Linked DNA regions of Mus musculus: regions 1, 3 and 4 are each linked to region 2. A link is a contact called in public HiChIP or PLAC-seq and promoter capture Hi-C data. All regions are on one chromosome and are shown on one strand. The core of a region is the stretch at or near the end of the contact, and the rest is flanking DNA. Distances in the headings are between cores, read along the strand shown. Region 1 holds the start of Gulo (gulonolactone (L-) oxidase). Region 2 holds the start of Elp3 (elongator acetyltransferase complex subunit 3). Region 3 has its middle 28 kb from the start of Gm41178. Region 4 holds the start of Fbxo16 (F-box protein 16).

Region 1 (4,637 bases), core at 24-2,523, 420 kb before region 2:
ATGGCTTCATCTGTAAGATGGTTTCTTGCTGAAACAATGTTCGAGATAATGGTCTAGGGATCTTGACTAAGGTAAACATAGCATCTGTGGGAGCTAAGGTTGGCCTGGCCCTAAGATCACACAGAAGTCACTTACACTGTTGTGAATGAAACGCAAGAGACATCAATCATAACATTTAGGAGGAAAGGGTCTGGAATAAGTAAAAGCAGTAAGCCTGGAAGATATGACAGAGTCTGCCTCATCAGACAGCAAAGAATCACCAGACTGTAAAACTACATCACTCCAGCCATTCCAGGAAGAGCAGCCATGCACCTCATACCATGGACCAGATTCACTGCCAGAAACTTTCCTGATTTCTCCACCCTGCTTATCTGTGTGCACAAGGCCTTTTTGTTTTCTACACCAGAGCTTATTTAGTTCTCATGGGTCCTTGGACTCCAGGGCACAGCCTCACCTTCACAGATAACCACCCTCTTTTGGAAGGTGGTCCCTACTCTGAGGTTTTGTTATTCTTAGAATCCATGGTAGCCAGGCGTGGTGGAACCTGCCTTAAATCCCAGCACTTGGGAGGCAGAGGCAGGCAGATCTGTGAGTTCAAGGCCAGCCTGGGCTAAGGTGTGAGTTCCAGGATAACAGGGCTACACAGAGCAACCCTGTCTGGAAAAAAACAAGCAAGCAAACAAACAAACATATCCAAAGTGACTCTATGGGAAATGACTTATTTCCATGCCTTCAGGGGAGGAGACACAAAATGAAGATAGCGGTGTCAGGCTCCCACCCTGCTTTTAGGTACCTTGTAGACCCAAGTGAAGAGTCTGGGTTTTTTGTTTTTGTTTTTGTTTTTTTTTTTTTTTTAACCAAAACAGCCTCCACCTGACTGCTTCAGTAGAATACCGGGTACTGATTCTGAATGGCACTAGACTATACTCAGCTGTCCCTTCCCACAATCACCAAACATAGTGGGGGGTGGGGGGCAGTGTTTGGATGGCTCAGTACAAGAGCTGCATGGGTACCTGGCTTTAAAGCGGCCAAAGTCAGACGCGTAGGCAGCTAGCCTAGGTCTGAGCCTGACAGTGGTGTTTGGCTCTGGACTCCCAAGGTTGGGCTCAGAGCTCCAGCAGTGGGTTTCAGGGGCACAGATGCTGCTGTTTAACCTACACCTCCCGAGCTTCCTTGGAGCTCGCAGACAGAGGGCAGGGGGCGGGACCCAGCTGCTGTTTACAGATTGCCTGGGTCTTGCAGGGGGAGGAGCCTGTTCAACACCGGTTTCCTGCCTTTCTTGGTACCTGTGGCTAAACTTCCAGTCCCGTTCTGCCTGAGGTAACCCAGAGCCGAGGTTGCCTGACCACTGCATCTGCTGCTGCCCAGGGCTTTGTTCAACTTCCTGTGGGAACGCTTCAAGTCAAGTCGTCTGACCCTGTTGATCGCTGGAATCATGGTAGGAATGATAGGGGGTCTGTGAGACCGCCAGTAGATACAGCCGGCTGTGTCCAGGCTGCATCTGTGAGCCAAGTGAGGGAAGGTAAAGTCAGACCAAGGCTGGGGCCATCAGAGGGGCCACTGGGGATCCCCCAAGTGAACTTGGGGAACGGTTGGGGTGTTAGAAGAGATATGAAAGTGGAAGGCTTGGGCTGACCTCTTAATGCCTTCACTGGGCTTCTGTGTGAACTTAGGGAAGACCCTGACTGCTCTGAGCCTTAATTTTGACAGCTAAAAGAAGACTAATGTCCTGTTTCGTGACATTATTGTAAGATCTAATAAGCCAGGACACACAGAAGACCCACCGTATCTGGCTGGCTATACAGTGGTGTGCAGAAAACATGATTCTGATTCCCAGGCTAGAGGCTAAGATGCTACCACCATGGAACACCTAAGGGATACCCCTTCCCTGCCAGGGAAGTCAGACCCCAGCCCTTGCCTCCAGCGCCTTCTCCTCCAGCCCTTTCTCAGACCGCCCTACTTATCTGCTGGGCCATCCATAATGCGCACCTGGAGCAGGAATTGACCCGAGTCCTGGCTTATCAGGATTTGTCCTTGTCTTTGATCCCATCTATCGCTTTGGCCTTCAGAATGGGCAGAATTCCCACCATTCTGACCTGGAGTGATCAAAGATAGCATTAGGATGCTGGGTGTGGGCTGCCAGCTTCTGAGCAGCCGGTGCTGTTTGATCTTCCTAGTGGCCCTTGACCTAAGAACCATAGTAGCCAAAGGGAGCTGGGGCTCTCTGTGCTGTGGCCATGTCCTCTCCTCTTTGTGTCTACGGGGTTTGGGGTTGGTGATGTGACATACAGAGAGGACAGTGACTGCTTGCCTACTGAGACCTGGCTTTCTTCCTGGTATAGGTCCATGGGTACAAAGGGGTCCAGTTCCAAAACTGGGCGAAGACCTATGGCTGCAGTCCAGAGATGTACTACCAGCCCACATCAGTGGGGGAGGTCAGAGAGGTAGGTGCCCATGAACACCACATGGGCTGCCCGGCCTGCAGCCACAACCCTCGCTCTGGAAGACGCTGGATGTGAGGCTTCCTGCTGGCCTGGTTGGGTAAAGGCAAGGCTCTTCTTCCTGCTTTCCCCAGCTCCAGGTCTGCTCCGCAGCCTGTTGTAATGTTCTATGCCCACTTCAAGCCTATACAGCAGTATACCAGGGGCAGCCATGTCTACACTCACCTCTCCAACCTGACCTCTGTAATAAACTCCATGCACACATACACACGTGTGCATATATTTGTGCGTGCTTGGGCACAGGCAGATGTGCTAGCATACATGCCTGTAGACCTATGCACGTGCACACCCATGTACACACCTAGGTGCATATGCATACATATACACATGCACAAACACCTATGCACAGGTACACATACAGTCTGGAATGCACAGATACCTGTGCAAATACAATTTAAGCACAAGCCTGTGCACACACATGAACATCTACATATATGCATGAATACTTTTTTTTTTTTTTTTTTTTTTTTTTTTTGGTTTTTTTTTGAGACAGGGTTTCTCTGTGTAGCCCTGGCTGTCCTGGAACTCACTTTGTAGACCAGGCTGGCCTTGAACTCAGAAATCTACCTGCCTCTGCCTCCCAAGTGCTGGGATTAAAGGCGTGCGCCACCACGCCCAGCTTACGCATGAATGCTTATGCACACATATAAACACACACACAGACACAGTCACACATCACATATGAGATGGTTTTCTGGGAAGAATCAGGGTTGTTGGGAAAGGCACCATGAGTGTAGGGACTGAGGACTGTACCCTACGAGACAAGAACGCAGCATCAGGGGTAGGTGAGAAGTGGCTTTGATGGAGCTGGGGCTATTAGGGGATAAGAGAGGGAACCAAAAGTGTGCTTCTGGCAGAGCTACCTTAGAAAACAGTTTCTGGGATGTGCTAGCAGCCTACATGACCTCCTGGTACTAACGGAGTAAGGTGTAGTGTTTCCATGGAGAACCAGCAGAATCCAGTGAAGATTAAAAAAAAAAAAAATAGGTGCGTGACCAAGCAGCTCAGGGATTGTGTCGTGACAGAATGTCTTGCTCAGCCTCTGTGGAAAATGCACTGTGCGGGGAGTAGGCAGTGCAGCCAGCATTCGTCAGTCAATTTTCAATTGCCAACGGATCGCTTTGTGATATGGCTCCTAAAATGTGTGTCTCGAGGCACCTGAATGAGGGTGCTTGACACAAGGGGGAAAGTAAGTGAATCCATTGAGGTGACATCACGGATCCACGTGCTTTTCTACCAAGTGTCTCCAGATACAGCCATGGTTCCTGCCCTCTGGGAGCCTTTACTGCAGCATGGGGGTAGATTAAGATTCCTTGCGGCCAAGATGAGGCACTTGGGGCTTATCCTTAGTCACTGGGATGCCTTTGGAAGGTTTTTTATTATTGAGGAATGCAATAGGATTTGTCTTTTTAAAACCTTTACTGAGGTTGGAGATATGGCTCAGCTGGGGAGAGTGCTTGCCTAACATGCACAAAAGGCCTGGGTTCCATCCCTAGCACTGCACACACTGGTGTGGTGATATACACTGTAATCCCAGCTCTGAGGAGGCAGCAAGATCAGGAGTTCAAGACCAGCCTTGGCTACTCAGGGGAGTCTGAGGCCAACCTGGACTACATGAGTCTCAAAAGGGAGGGACCTTCAAACTACCCCATATGGTTGCTCAGTTCTGCAATTCCTGCGTTAGGAAGGCAGGAAGATCACTAACTAGAGGACAGGCTGGGCTACATCATGACCTTGTCTCAAAACACAGGAACCAAATGGAAAGGGATGCCTGGGGCTGCAGAAGGAGGAGGAGCAAGAGCCGCAGGCTAAAGGCTGCTCAATCCCAGCTTACCTCACCTACCTCACAGCCCATCTCTCTGGCTCTCTCTCTGGTGCCAGGCAGGGTCCCCTAATGCCAAAGGGTCTCAACCTTTCCCCATACCATAACCAGCAGCCTCTGCAGGCTATGCCAGGCCCTGAAGTCCCCCCTGGCTTCCTCTCTGAGCAGGGCCTTACTGACTGGCATTGACTTGGCAGGTGCTGGCCCTGGCCCGGCAGCAGAACAAGAAAGTGAAGGTGGTGGGTGGCGGCCACTCGCCTTCAGACATCGCCTGCACCGATGGCTTCATGATTCACATGGGCAAGATGAACCGG
Region 2 (4,597 bases), core at 608-3,107:
TCATAGTTCATTACTGAAGGAAGCCAGAGCAGAAACTCAGAGAAGGAACCTGGAGGCAGGAGCTGATGTAGAAGCCCCTGGCTTGTTCAGCCTGCTTTCTTATAGAACCCAGGACCATCCCCATCCCCAGAAGGCACCTCCCACAATGGACTGGGCCCTCCGACTTCAATCTCTACTTAAGAAAATGCCTTACACTCAGATTTTATGACTGTCTTTTCTCAATTGAGTTACCCTCCCTCCAGATAGCTCTCGTCTATGTGTCAAGTTGACATAAGACCAACCAGCACAGGGCCACAGAGGATTTCTGTCTTATGTGTTGATTCCGAGATACACATTCGACATCAAAATCTACCGAGATGTCAAATAGGGAAGAAGCGGAGGTTGAACTATAAATCTGAGAGTAGAAAGATGATATTTAAAGACCATGGAACTCCAGAATCGCTAGAAAGAGACAGGATCAATAAGACCATTATTAGCTTGAAGTGAGACAGAGATATCTATAAGAGACTGAAATAATAATAATGATTGAAAATTCTAGAGTGGGGGGCCCTTATCTAAAAAAATATTTTCAGGGAAGTTAGTTTTGTTGACAAGAGGGTGGTATTAAGATAATTTGGTACACTGAAAAATCTCAAAGTCTTGACCAGGACAGTTTCAGTGTAGTGGTGACAACCAAGTCAGAGCTACCTCAACTCTACTGGGTAATAAGAAACTTGAAACATCACACCTTCCATTCTTTATTAATATCAAGGATTCTTAATCTTTGGTCCATACACAAAGGAGGTCATGGAAGGGTTTCAAGAAAAAGTTATTCCAAGTCCCATCTCCAGATGTTGCAAAATTTTGTACATGGTGTCTCACCTAGTGTTTTCAAGATTGTCATCAAGAAAAATCAGAGACCCAGGAATCCTCTAGGCTGCAAAGCCTGAAAGATCAAACTGATACTTGCTTCTTGTTTGCTGTCTTTTAGGGAAATCAGAACTTAGCGTTATCACACTGAAGGTTTAATGTTCATGGTATGTGGGATTTCTATCCCATCTCTATGTGTGGTGTATCTGAGCTCCCAAGTCCCCACACAAGGGCTACTCACTTCCAAGATTCTTGAAATAGGCACTTAGACAAGCAACTAAGTGCAAGATAAAGGTCTGGTATCTGTCTTCATTTTGTGCCTGTCTCCTTTATTTTGGCTGAAGGTACAAAGATTAATCGTCCTAAACCTACAAGTCACCTTGAGTCCAGAGAAAACAAAGTCTCAAAGGCTAGACTCCTGCCTATATAAGGACTATTATTCGTCAGGGCTGCACCTTGGAGCACTGAATGATCTCACCTTGTAGGAGCTAAATGGATCTCCGGAAGGGATGCAGCGATAAAGACTTTGACCACCTTGAAAACCAGAACTGAGATAATGATCAACCAGACCACATCTTAACCCAGGACTGTTTAAACATACCTCTTGTCTCCTGCCCTCAATTCTTCCATAACTTAAAAAAAAAAAAAAAAAAAAAAAAAAAAAAGGTATGTCAACACCCCGGGTGTCAGTGGGAGGGCGAATCTGGTCTCCTTTATGTCAACATTGTTGGCTATACTAGCGACAAGTGGCCCAGCCCCTCTTGCAGAAGTTGTCAAAGGCCAGGCTTTTGCTTAAGGAACTCTGGTTACAATTCACTTTCGTCCCAGCTTCTTGGAGAAGCGTCTAAACTGTACTATCGTTACTTCCCAGATCCACCTTTCTGGTCCCCAGGAATTCTCCAATGCCCCACTAAATCACTGTGCACATCCCCTCCCAGTCTCAGAGAGCTGGGAGCTGCCACCTAGACAGGGCGGGGCTCCGCGCTCCGCCTTCTGGGAAGAGCTTTATGGTACAGTCGCTGTGTTTTCACGACAGTCCCGGGCGGCTTTACGGCTGCTAAGTTTCTCCGCCTTCTAAACCGCGGTAACGTGGTGGCATATTGCTACGCCAGCGCAGAGATGAGGCAAAAGAGGAAAGGTGCAAAATACGTGGGACAAGGGCGCAAGGGAGGAAGTGGATTCTCTGAGATCACAGGTTGAAGCTCAATTTTCCATGGGAATTACTGCTTGGTCTGGGCCCGCGGGACCCCGGTTGGCGGGCCTCCCTTCCTATCTGTCCTTTGTAAAACAGCCCCCTTCTCTCTTCCCCTTTGGAAGAGACTACTTGTTGTTTTTTGTGTAGATGGGTAAACGGTACTGCTATTCCAAGATAACTTTCAGAGGAGATAGGTGTTGAGTTGCAGGTTAATTTGCGGTAATTTACTGGACGTGTTTATTTAAGGTGTTTTTGTTTTTTGTTTTTGTTTTTTAAATCTTAAAGTAGGAAAGGCCTCCTTAAGGTAGAGATTGTGCAGTTTGTGCAATAGCTTTACGTGACTTACTTGCATTTATTTTACCTCCGGAGTAGTCTGGAGTAACTGTGCAGTTTTTGGTTTTTTTTTCAACAGGATGAAGTCATTTTTTTTTAAATCTTTTTTTTTTTTTTGCAATAGATTCCATTCTTAACTCTGTACTGCCCTTGAAGAGTTGGTCTGATAATATTACTGTTGGATGTCACAATAATAGCTGGGTATTGAGCCTTTCCCAGTCATTTTGAAGACGTGTTGTCATTTCATGCTCGAAAAAGCTGAGGTTTGGTTAACTTTTCCAGTCAAAGTTTATACTTAGTGTGAGGAGCTGCCTGTGACATCGGAAGCATCAAATGAAAAGTCAGTGCGGTATTGGTCACCGCTCTTGGCACTAACTGGAACTGCCCTTCTAGACATGTTCTATATACTTGTCACATCAAACACAACATGCACTAGATCCGTTTGATCTTACTTTACTGTAACGTGTTTATTCCTAGGCTGGCAATCAGCAAGCCCCAGCCAGCCCGTCTCCCTTGCCCACTCCTCCATGGTCCCCACGTTACGGGCATGAATGTGGCCTAGCTTCGAACATGGGAGCAGGGATTCAAACTGAAGTTTTCATGTGTGTAGATCTGGCTTTTGTTTATCATCTACATTGATTGTATCTTTCTTTTTTTAGCTTTCTGACATATTTGTTATATTGGTAATCTCTCTTTTAAAAAAACTACTTTTTTTTTCTTAAGTTACAGAGTTGAGAATGTATAATTTTTTTCTGTTACGTTTAATGCCTTTGCCTAGTGGCCAGTGTACTGTCTACTTACTGAACCCTGCTCAGGCAACCTGTGGTCAAGTTAGATAGATCTCCTTTCACCAGAATAGGTAGTTCTTATGCCTAGCCTTGTTCCTTCTTGTTGTTCCTTGGTTTACACCCTGACCTTTCTTTAATGATGCTAATTCTCTTTCCTCCATGAAATACTTCTTACTGGTTTGCCCAAGTAGTATTCAGATCTTTTATTTTTGTTAGCCCAGCCTCTTACTCTCTAGATGAAGTCTTATGCAGAAGTTTTTAATGTAGAAAGAAGAAAACAGAGTTGCAGTGGTCTTAATACATATGCATGTGTATGCGCACACACGCATGCATGCACACACACACACACTCACCCAAATAGATGGAGATGTATAGATATGCAAGTTGACAGGGTGATATCTCATCTTCTGTGCTCATCCCGTACCCCAAGTCCACCTCTGTTACATAGCCTCTGAGGCACCTTTGTAGAACTGAGAATGCTGGGAAATCACTAGTCTTTGGCTATCCATAGACTTCTCTCTCATTGTTTGATATGTATTAGCTTTGCCTCATTAAGTTGGTGGAGTACACAGTGCACAATATGGTAAAAAGACCTGAACCTGAGATCTAACCCTGCCCTTTACAATGACATCTGAACTTGCTTTGATCCAGTTTTACATGTATAAAATAGGACGACAATACCAACTTTACAGTGTCATTGTGAGTTTCAAATGGGTGACTTCCATGGTGTTCTTATCCACACTCCTATGATGACTTCTTTCTTTTTCACACCAGCAGGCAGGAGGCGTGTTTGCTGCCATCACCCAAGCTAACACAGCGCACCACTGTTGTCAGCTGGTAAAAGATGGGCTCTCCTGACCCTTGACAAAAAGAGCTGAGATTTTTCTGGCTTGGATGGGTTGCTTATGCTTGGATGAGTCATTTGTGATTGACAGTAGGATGATGTGGCAATCGTGCCAGCATCTCCTGTGTCTGTGGATGAGAGAGCAGGCTGCCAAGACAGGATCATGCAGGTCAGCAGACAGTAGCTTAGAAATGCAGCTAGACCCTTAGATAGGCCAGGCCAGCTAGTACGTACTGTAATCTCAACACTCAAGAGGCTCCTGACTGACACACTTAAAATTTCGTTGCATGTACAAATAAATAATTGTTAAAGAGACTGAATGATGAGACTCTGTGGTTGAAATGTTCTCTGCAGGGGACCTCAGCCCGGCTGAGCTGATGATGCTGACTATAGGAGACGTTATCAAGCAGCTGGTTGAAGCTCATGAGCAGGGGAAAGACGTCGATCTAAATAAGTAAGTGGATCTATAGAAGGGCAGTCTTGCTGTCGTGTCCTTAAGTAAGGGTTGATCTGTCTGTCTGACACAGGGTCTCATTTTGTATCCCAAGCTGGCCTCAAATTCAAGACATTCCTCTTGCCTAAGTTTCC
Region 3 (4,568 bases), core at 1,554-4,053, 270 kb after region 2:
GCCCTGTGTTCTATCTTATAGACTGTGAGCATCTACTTCTGTATTTGCCAGGCATTGGCATAGCCTCATACAAGACAGCTATAACAGGGTCCCTTCAGCAAAATCTTTCTGGCATTGTGCAATAGTGTCTGGGTATATATCCACTTTTCTAATTAAACCTCTAAACTTTTAAAAAAGGGATTCAGCCTAGCTCATATAATTGCTTGTAGGAGGGTCTATAAAAGGAAAGTGTACACGTTGTGTAGATACAAGGTCTGATTACTGCATTTCCAGCTCAGATTACAGCTATTCACCACTGTGATCTCCTAGTTAGTGTTCTCAGCACCCACCATCAACCTGTCCTGTATCCAGTTACCAGAGTCATCTGTTTAAAAGCTCTCGCTCATCCTTTGGGGACCTTAACTTCCCGTGGTCCATGCCCGGACTTAATCTGTGATCGAGGCGGTCTGTCCTCATATCAAATGATTACAAATTGTGTCCTCATTTCCCAGAAAAAGGAAAAGTTAGAGGATCAAACTTGCTGGGTTTGAAAATGACCCTCCCCCTTCTTGTTTTTCCCCCAGTAGTGAGCGTCCACCCTGGGATCTGCTAGCATTCTTGGACTATAACACAGATGAGCCAACAGCACATCAATAGTAAATATTTGGTGATAGCAGATGAGGCTTGGTTTCCTTCTGGGCATGTGTTAGCAGTTGTGATTTTTGTAATTCATGTCAATTATATGGTCAGTTTCCTTCTTGAAAAGTATTCCTGCTTTTTTGTTTGTTTCTTTTTAAAGATGAAATGAAACATATCGAAATCTCATCAGGAACGAATTACAGGAAACACATGCCAAATGAACACCAGAACCAAGTATCCAGGGCTTCACCAACTCATCCCTACCTCCACTCCCCCTGACTTCAGAGTTATTCAATCCCTGTTCGTGTTTGCTGATGGCAGGGGGTTGTTTGCGTTTGCTGGGATACAGGCTTACTATGTAGCCCTTGCTGGTCTGGAACTCTTTATATAGACCATGCTGGACTTATTAAAAATATAAATGCTGGGCTGGAGAGATGGCTCAGTGGTTAAGAGCACTGACTGCTCTTCCAGAGGTCTTGAGTTCAATTCCCAGCAACCATATGGTGGCTCACAACCATCTGTAATGGGATCCTATGTCTTCTTCTGGTGTGATTGAAGATGGAGCACTCATATACATAAATTAATTAAACTTTAAAAAAAAATCCTAGCACTAAAAAAGTAATTTAAGTGAAACAAAAGACTTGAAGTGAATTAATGAGCGTTTCTCGAAGGTGTACACGTACACCCAGAACTCTGAAAAAGCTGGTGAACCGTGCTCAAAGCAAATGAGTGACAAACTTTGGAAGACCCAGGAGATCAGGACGGGAGCTGCTGTCTAGACTTAGAAAAGAGGGGAAGTAGCGCCCTCTAGCGTCCATTCTCTGCTGGAGCCCGGGACTAACGAAGCCAGCTGAGAAATGCGAATTTCTTAACATTCTGATGACAGCATTACTGTCAAACACCAGTCATGTGCCTGCTTAATAAAAGAAATATGGAAACATGTGGAGAATCTGGGATCCTGTGAAGAATTCCATCCTAGAGGGTGGGTAGTTGAGATTTATGACTACAACTGAAGATGGACAGAGAGAAATGGGAGGAAGACCACAAACAGAAGAATCAAAACTGGAAAGGACAGACATCAAAATTCACGTGGGAATGGAAACGTGTGTGGTTTAAACATTTGAGACGACACTGGGCTTTATCTGAAGGCTCCAGTTTCATCTTTTTTTTTTTTTTTTATGTCTCTTTAAGAGATTCTGGGCATAGCGTGGTGGCGCACACCTTTAATCCCAACACTTGGGAGGCAGAGACAGGCGAATTTCTGAGTTCGAGGCCAGCCTGGTCTACAAAGTGAGTTCCAGGACAGCCAGTGCTATACAGAGAAACCCTGTCTCGAAAAACAAAAAAAAAACAAAAACAAAAACAAAACAAACCAAAAAAAACCAAAAAACACAAAACCCAACAACAACAAAAGAATTAGAAAAGAGAAAAAAGAAAAAAAGAAAAAATTTAAAATATAAAAAAGAAAAGGAAGAAATTATCTGATAATCCGAAATTTATTTATTTATTTGTTTGTTTTGAGACGGTCTCACTAAGTAACTCTGACTGTCCTAGAATTCACTATGTAGGCCAGGCTGGTAGAGATCTCATGCTGGGACTAAAGGTGTATGCCACTATGCCCAGCTAATTCCAGTTCTTGACAGCAGTCTTCAGCCGCTCTCTGAAAGCCCATGGGAACACCAGATCTAATCCTTCCCACTCCCTGCCACCTTCTCTGCCCTCTAGGCTGTGGGGAGAAATGGGAGGATTTCCAGGCCAAATACTGAATGAGGAGGCCGTGTCCACTCAGGAAGAGTGGCTATGGAGCAACTGTGAGGTGGGAAGAGGTGTTCTTTGGAGTCAAACTCTCAGTCATGACCCAGGCCTGCTGTTAGACAGTCATTGCTTGGGCTTGCTACTCCATCCTAAATTCCGCAACGGTAAGATAAAGGTGCCAGGTCCTCCCTCTGCCCCTCCTTCCTTTCTCCCCCCCCCCCCCCCACTAAGGGTCTTGTGGAAACCAAACCAGAGTAGGCAAGGGCTTCTGAAACCTACAGTTTAACACAGCCTCTCTCTCTCTCTCCTCCTCCTCACCCTCCAGAGGAGCCTCCTGACTACCCCGCAGTTCTCACCCCCTCCCCTTGTCCCTGGGACGTCCAATACACTTGCACACCCAGCAAGATCACCGTCAAACCAACAGCAGCTGCAGGGGAAGGAACGGTTTGTTTGCATTCCAGGGCAGGGTGGTGTGGGAAGGCCTTTCTGAACCACCCTCATTACTTCCCCATTGTTTTCCAAGTGCTGATGCCAGGCACCCGAGAGTCTCTCTCGCCAACCTTCTCTGTATCTCCAAGTCCTGCTGTCGCTTTGAGTCTATATCCTTCTAGCTCCCCGGTCTCGCTCCACCTCTCTGGAGACTCTGTGATGGGCGGTTCTTTGCACATCCCCTCTTTCCAGTTACCCAGGCACCAGAGCCCTCTAAATGCAAGTCTCCTCAGATCGCTTTCCTATCTCACAGTCCCGGATCAACTGTTCAGTACCTAGGGCGAAGCCTTGACTTCCTGGCAGGGCTCAGATTCCTGTTCGGGCTCTTGACTGACTTTCCGGCTCTCTCCCCAACCTCATGGCAGCTCAGACGGGTTTCTATAGAAACCATCAGCTCTCGTGGGCCATCCAAGTCTCCAGAACAACTCATGGCGACTGAGGGGCTTCCTGGAGATGCTCCTTGTTTTCAGCCTTCTCTTCTTTCCTCTTTCCTCTTTCCCTTCCTCTCTTCTTCCTCATCTTCCCCTCCCCCCTTTCCTCCATCTCCTCCTTATGCTCGCTCCGTCTTTCTATCACCCTCCATCCCTCTCCTTCCTCCCCCTTTTCTTTTCTTTTCTTTTCTTTCCTTTCCTTTCCTTTCCTTTCCCTTTCTTTCCCTTTCTTTTCTTTTCTTTTCTTTTCTTTTCTTTTCTTTTCTTTTCTTTTCTCTTCTCTTCTCTTTTCTTTCTTTCTTTCTTTTTTTTTTTTTTTGGTTTTTTGAGACAGGGTTTCTCTGTGTAGCCCTGGCTGTCCTGGAACTCATTCTGTAGACCAGGCTGGCCTCGAACTCAGAAATCTGCCTGCCTCTGCCTCCCAAGTGCTGGGACTAAAGGCGTGTGCCACCACGCCCAGCTCCCCCTTTTCTTCTTACCCTTCTCCTCCCCTCGGCTTTGGCCTTGCTGAGGATTATATCCAGGGCCTTGCACTTGCTTGCACGGAGCTAGCGACCCAAGCCCCTGAAGCCAAGTCAGTCCTGGGCACACCAGGATAACTGACTCTCTGGCTTCTCCCCGGGTCTCTGGCTATTTCACTGGGTCGTTTCTCTCTCTCTCCCCCTTGTACATCCCACACCACCTTCATGGACTCATCCTAGGCTTTCTGCTGGAACAGCCATCCCCATCTGTAGCTCCTCCCAGACTGCTTCGTCAGTCCTCTCTTTCAGCTCTGCTCGAGGTACCCTGTTCAAGCCCATGTGTTGCAACAGCTGCCCTCTCCTCTCCTCAGCTTCTCAGGTTCCTTAAAAGCAAGAAAAGGTTTATTTCTCACAACCAACCAGTTAGGTCCTCTGTATCTGCAGGTTCTGTGTTCTTGGGCTCTAACACACACACACACAGACACACACAGACACACACAGACACACACAGACACACACAGACACACACAGACACACACACACACACACACAGAGCTAGGAAAAGTTATCACAATATTGCTGATATACATCCACCACGCAGCAGCCAGGCCTGCCATGTACTGTCAGTACTGTCCCATCTTGTCATAGTACAAAAGACACAGTTTAACAACTACTCACATTGTTTTAGGAATTGCAAGTCACCTAGAAATGATTTAAAGTCTGTGGGAAAGGGTGGGGTCATAGCTCCCCTGTGCAGCTTGTACATAGACCTTGAGTTCAATCCCCAGCACCAAAAGAAATAAAAATGAATAAC
Region 4 (4,543 bases), core at 153-2,652, 330 kb after region 2:
AAAGAAGGCCCAGGGTTCTCACCCCCTACATATGGCTCCAAGCTAAAGCCCAACACCCAAGCAGAGGTCCCAGTTGTCACATGCTTCCGGTCTGACCTAAATCTTCTGAGCCATTGTCCACACCATCCCCATTACACAATAATTTTCCTAAGGATCTATCCCAGGCAGGCCTCAAACCTGCTCCTGAAGTCATGGATGACCTTAAACTTCGGATCCTTTTGCCTGCATCTCTCAAGTTCTAGATTGCAGTGTTCGCCACACGCCTGATTTATGCAGAGTTGGGTTCTGGCTTCATGCATGCTGGACAAGCATTCTACCAAGTATTCGATACTCCAAGCCCTAAGTTTCGTTTTGTTCTGTCTCGATTTTGTTTTTGTTTTGAGATAGAGTCTGCCTCATACCCCTGGTCGGCCTGGAACTTGCTATGTAGACCAGGTTGGCTTTAAAGTAACAAAGATCCACCTGCCTCTTGCAGGGTCTGTGCTGCCAAACCGTCTCATCTCACTAATGACTGGAATTCCAATTCCTCAACTCGAAGTCTGGGTCAACTCAATGTAACTATTTCAACCTAGTGCCCCCTTTTCCTGTACTCTGTCCAAATCCACTGACAGCCTGACCACTGTAAGGACAGTGGCATGAGGCCCTGATGCTTTGGGGCTCGTGTATTCTGTCACTGCTCATTTAAACTCCAGTCACAGTATCACAGCCGTACATAGTAGATGCTCAATAAATGTTATTCAATGGAAGGGGGAAAATGTCCTGGAAGAGCATGGGGAGGGGGAGTTTGAGAATTAAACCTTGTGGGACTGCACACTGAAACTCAGAATATGCTGACCCTGGCACAGAGGAAATACTCAAGGTTGTCAAGAGTTTTATTCGGAGGTTACAACGAAGACTAGGATTGAGTTTCTCTGCTAACACACAATTCTCCCACAGTACACTGTAAAATCACCAGACAAAGGGGATCTCGCACAGTATCAGAAATAGAGGGCGGGTAGGTTTAAATAGGAATTCACCCTATATTCAAATAGTTAAAACCGAAATAAGCACTGTAATGCATGGTTCTCAAAGCTACTGCTTGACCTGCACTGTAATTGTTGGTTGTTAATTGCAGAGGTGTGAAGCAGCCATTGAAACCGCAGCGCACTTTAATCCCCAGGAGCCCCAGCAAGCTTTTGGGAAGCTGGGGAGCTCTCTCAGAATCTCCGTGTTTTTCCTGCTCTACCCACTGCTCACCTCAGCAGCTGGCTTCCTTCTTCAAGCCTCTGGTTCTGGGGTTGCTATCGTTGCACTAGGGCAGCTTTCTTTGACTCCTTTCAGCCCCCACCTTACTGCTTCCAGCAGGCCAATCGCCATCTATAAATCCTGTCGCTGGCATCCGGGGTCTCTTAGGCAACAATGTGTGGACTCTTGATTGGCCAGGGTATCCAAGGAAGGCTGGCTCCAAAATTGGGCACAGAGATAAAAGGAGAAAGTGTGGCAGTCGGGTGAGTGGGAGGAGCTGTAACATCTTGATAAAATTCTTGGAGGAAGCTGTATCCAATCCTGAAACCAGCAGCCTTGAAAAACCTCCCTTCAAGACTTGCTGCGTTTGTGTTCCAAAACAGACCGAGCATGCTCAGTTGTGTTGCTCTGGTCACTCGGGAGCTCCGAAACGCAAACTCCATTATGCCAGGTTTTAAGACTGCCCAGACGGAGGAAATAACAATTGGCTACGGGTCAGATGGGAAAAAAAGCACCTGCAGAGGGGAGGGGAGGTCGTGGGGGAACTGCCCCAAGCCAAGTGACAGATACGCCAGGGAACCAGCAGATGGCACGCCCTTATAAGAATAACTGTATTTAGGTTTTAAGATCCAGTCACATTTAATTAGCTAAATGTATTGAGCACCCAACTTGTAGTGAGAACCACAGAATTCAAGGATTAAAAAAAAAGAAGAAAGAAAAAAGAAAGAGAGAAAGAGAGAAGGAAGGAAGGAAGGAAGGAAGGAAGGAAGGAAGGAAGGAAGGAAGGAAAGGAAGGAAGGAAGGAAGAAAGAAAGAAAGAAAGAAAGAAAGAAAGAAAGAAAGAAAGAAAGAAAGAAGGAAGGAAGGAAGAAATCTGAAGGCGGGAATGGTAGCTCAATCCTGCAATCCTAGCACTACGGAGGTGGAAGCAAGAGGGTCAGGGTTCCTAGGAAAGTTTTGGCTACAAAGGGAGTTGGAGACTAGCCAGAACTCCAAAACCCTGTCTAAAACATAAGAGAAATCTAATGAGAGAAACTCAACAGTGTAATGTGCAAATAACCAACGGATCTAGTAGCTGTGATAACAAGTCCTGAAGAATTCCGAGAAGTTGGAAATCCCATGCCTGTGTAAACAGTGCAAAACAATTTTGATAAGCAGCAGCAAACCAAAACTTAACCCCAGTACCTAAAAAGAATACAACTTCCCAAACTACCTTTGCGTACTAAAACAACGGACACCTCCAACTTAAGCAGTCCTACAGATCCTACGTGTTTCATCATTTTTAAAAATAGTATAGTTTTAAATTTAGGTTTATTTACATGTGTGTATCTATGTCTGAGTGTTAGCCTGTGTCTGCCATGTGTAGAGGTCAGAAAACAACTTTCAGGAGCCGAGTCTCTGCATCACGTAAGTCCAGGGCTTGAACTCATGTAATAAGGCTTGCCACCAAATGCCTTTACCTACGAGCCATTTTGCCAGCCTTCCCTTTCATTTATTTATTTTTTTTAAATAGGCAGAATTTGCATATCTACCATTTAAATGAAAAGGGGACAGTGCATCTCGTGGAGGTTGGCGCTTTCCCTAAGTTAACAGTGGATCAGTAAGTGGCAAAGCTGAAACGAGAACCTAGGTTGTCTGGATTCCAACTTAGTGGTTTTTCCAAATGACCAGCTTGTATGTAAATGAATAGACAAAGCCTTTGGGGATGTGAGGGGGTGGCCTGGGGGAGGCAGGTAAAGATGTCATACTAAATTACCATGCATTACCAGTTAACATTTATGGTTTCAAAAAACGGGTTCATCCAGAAAGGCACCAGTTTTAACAATGCCTAGGTGGCTGAGTCTCTCTGTGAAGTTCCCCCTTGTTAAAGACTTTCTATTAGTGGTTACAACATGGAAGGAAAGGGAGATGGGACCTAGAAAGCATCTGGAGTTATCCCCATGGGATTTGAATGTTTCCATTCCTCATAGAGGATCCCCTCTTCTCTGCTCTTAACAGTACCTTCTGGGTCTCCTCATGTCCCACAGTTCCTCCAACTGACTGCTCCCCTAAAGGGGAATGAGTCACCCCGTTCCCACTGTGTTCCTTGTGAGTCACCCCATTCCCACTGTGTTCCTAAGGAACATGCACACATAGCCCAGTGTCTTGTGATACTTTGACATTACTTCTGTGTGGAACATATCACACATAAAGAAAAGCTTAGAGATTTTATAACAAACACTTGTATCTCCACAAAGATGTTTCCACCAATATGCGTGCTCTTCTCTCTCTTTCTCTCTCTCCCTCTCTCTCTCCTTCCCTCTCTCTCCCTCTCTGTGTGTTTACCAGACATGCATGTAGTAGCCCTTTCCGCACACAGATCCCATTGTCCTTGCTATGTCTAGAAAACAATTTGTGCACCGCCTTCTTGTTCCTTTTTGGACAGTTTCATTATATATATGTTCACTCTTTGTTTTGTTTGTTTGTTTGTTTTTGTTTTTCGAGACAGGGTTTCTCTGTGTAGCCCTGGCTGTCCTGGAACTCACTCTGTAGACCAGGCTGGCCTTGAACTCAGAAATCCACCTGCCTCTGCCTCCCAAGTGCTAGGATTAAAGGCATGCACCACCACTGCCCGGCATATATGTTCACTCTTACAAGTGATTTATTCTTGACAGTTTTTAAAGATGTACTACCACTTATATATAGCAGTTTCCTTTTCTGCTAAGTATTGTATTTATTTATGGGACCTGACGATGTTGATATATTTGTAATTGTGTCTGTGTCATCCCCATCTGCTGATGTGAGCAGTGGCGTGGCCTGTGTCTGTTTTTATAGCGTACTGTGTACACTGAGTAAGAAGGCTCCTGCAAGCACATTTCCAGTGCCTTAGTAATGGGGATCTAGCACTACATAAAGCTATGACAAAGTTTCTCCTCCACCCCCATATACCACCTGCCTCTTCATTTACTCTCATCAAGAGACACCACTGGGTCCCTGGGGCATGCTGATTTGCCTGGAATGGCCCTAAGAATCAACATTATTGTCCTGAAAATGTTGCTGCACAAGTGCCAATAAGGAAAGTGGAAATTGCTATTTCAGATTTTGTTTATCACGCTGGCCTATCAAATTCTGTCAATTCTGATGTGAGACTGACCTGAGCACAAGACTTTTCAGCATTCACTAAATTACCTGAGAACCTTTTAAAAATTATATCTGACTCTGTCTCTTGTTATCTGTCTCTCTGTACACCTATGGGCCAGAGGTCAACTACAGGTGTGTTAGTCAGTTGCTCTCCACCTAGTTTTTTGAGACAAATCTTTCACTGGCCTGGGGATTCACC

The links. Promoter capture Hi-C pulls out the DNA fragments that hold promoters and counts their contacts. HiChIP or PLAC-seq counts read pairs in DNA pulled down with a chosen protein or histone mark.
Region 1: an H3K27ac HiChIP or PLAC-seq map of embryonic stem cells shows a contact between it and region 2, with 2.9 times the contacts expected there. The contact joins the promoter of Gulo here to the promoter of Elp3 in region 2. A contact is called at or near these places in 3 of 39 promoter capture datasets (hippocampal neurons, maxillary cranial neural crest and stem cell-derived epiblast-like cells), 1 of 115 datasets of contacts at active chromatin or transcription factors (embryonic stem cells) and 1 of 9 other capture datasets (pancreatic islet).
Region 3: an H3K27ac HiChIP or PLAC-seq map of embryonic stem cells shows a contact between it and region 2, with 4 times the contacts expected there. The contact joins the enhancer-like site here to the promoter of Elp3 in region 2. A contact is called at or near these places in 7 of 39 promoter capture datasets (the HPC-7 cell line, embryonic stem cells, hippocampal neurons and 4 more), 1 of 15 datasets of contacts at CTCF or cohesin (embryonic stem cells), 20 of 484 Hi-C or Micro-C datasets (B cells, CD4 T cells, CD8 T cells and 14 more), 13 of 115 datasets of contacts at active chromatin or transcription factors (the 230-238 cell line, the SCID.adh cell line, Th17 cells and 7 more) and 2 of 9 other capture datasets (embryonic stem cells and liver).
Region 4: a promoter capture Hi-C map of neural stem cells shows a contact between it and region 2. The contact joins the promoter of Fbxo16 here to the promoter of Elp3 in region 2. A contact is called at or near these places in 3 of 39 promoter capture datasets (hippocampal neurons, neural stem cells and second pharyngeal arch cranial neural crest), 1 of 115 datasets of contacts at active chromatin or transcription factors (embryonic stem cells) and 2 of 9 other capture datasets (adipose tissue and liver).

The regions. Positions count from the first base shown.
Region 1 is chr14:66,005,846-66,010,482 of GRCm38.p6, reverse strand. Gulo (gulonolactone (L-) oxidase) reads left to right here and starts at 1,273. Exons shown (of 12, transcript NM_178747.3): 1 at 1,273-1,438; 2 at 2,343-2,444; 3 at 4,521-4,637. The coding sequence starts at 1,436.
Region 2 is chr14:65,590,372-65,594,968 of GRCm38.p6, reverse strand. Elp3 (elongator acetyltransferase complex subunit 3) reads left to right here and starts at 1,857. Exons shown (of 15, transcript NM_001253812.1): 1 at 1,857-2,044; 2 at 4,364-4,463. The coding sequence starts at 1,969. It also overlaps a transcript of Nuggc not described here.
Region 3 is chr14:65,325,001-65,329,568 of GRCm38.p6, reverse strand. No RefSeq gene overlaps it. Among named protein-coding and RNA genes, the nearest start is that of Gm41178, 28 kb to the right of the region's middle. Within about 2 kb of position 2,803, at least 38 of the 459 cell types and tissues checked have an H3K27ac peak or open chromatin away from gene starts, as enhancers often do. A contact at or near this core is called in differentiating embryonic stem cells and embryonic stem cells, where this site is marked.
Region 4 is chr14:65,263,477-65,268,019 of GRCm38.p6, reverse strand. Fbxo16 (F-box protein 16) reads right to left here and starts at 1,402. Exons shown (of 8, transcript NM_015795.2): 1 at 1,237-1,402.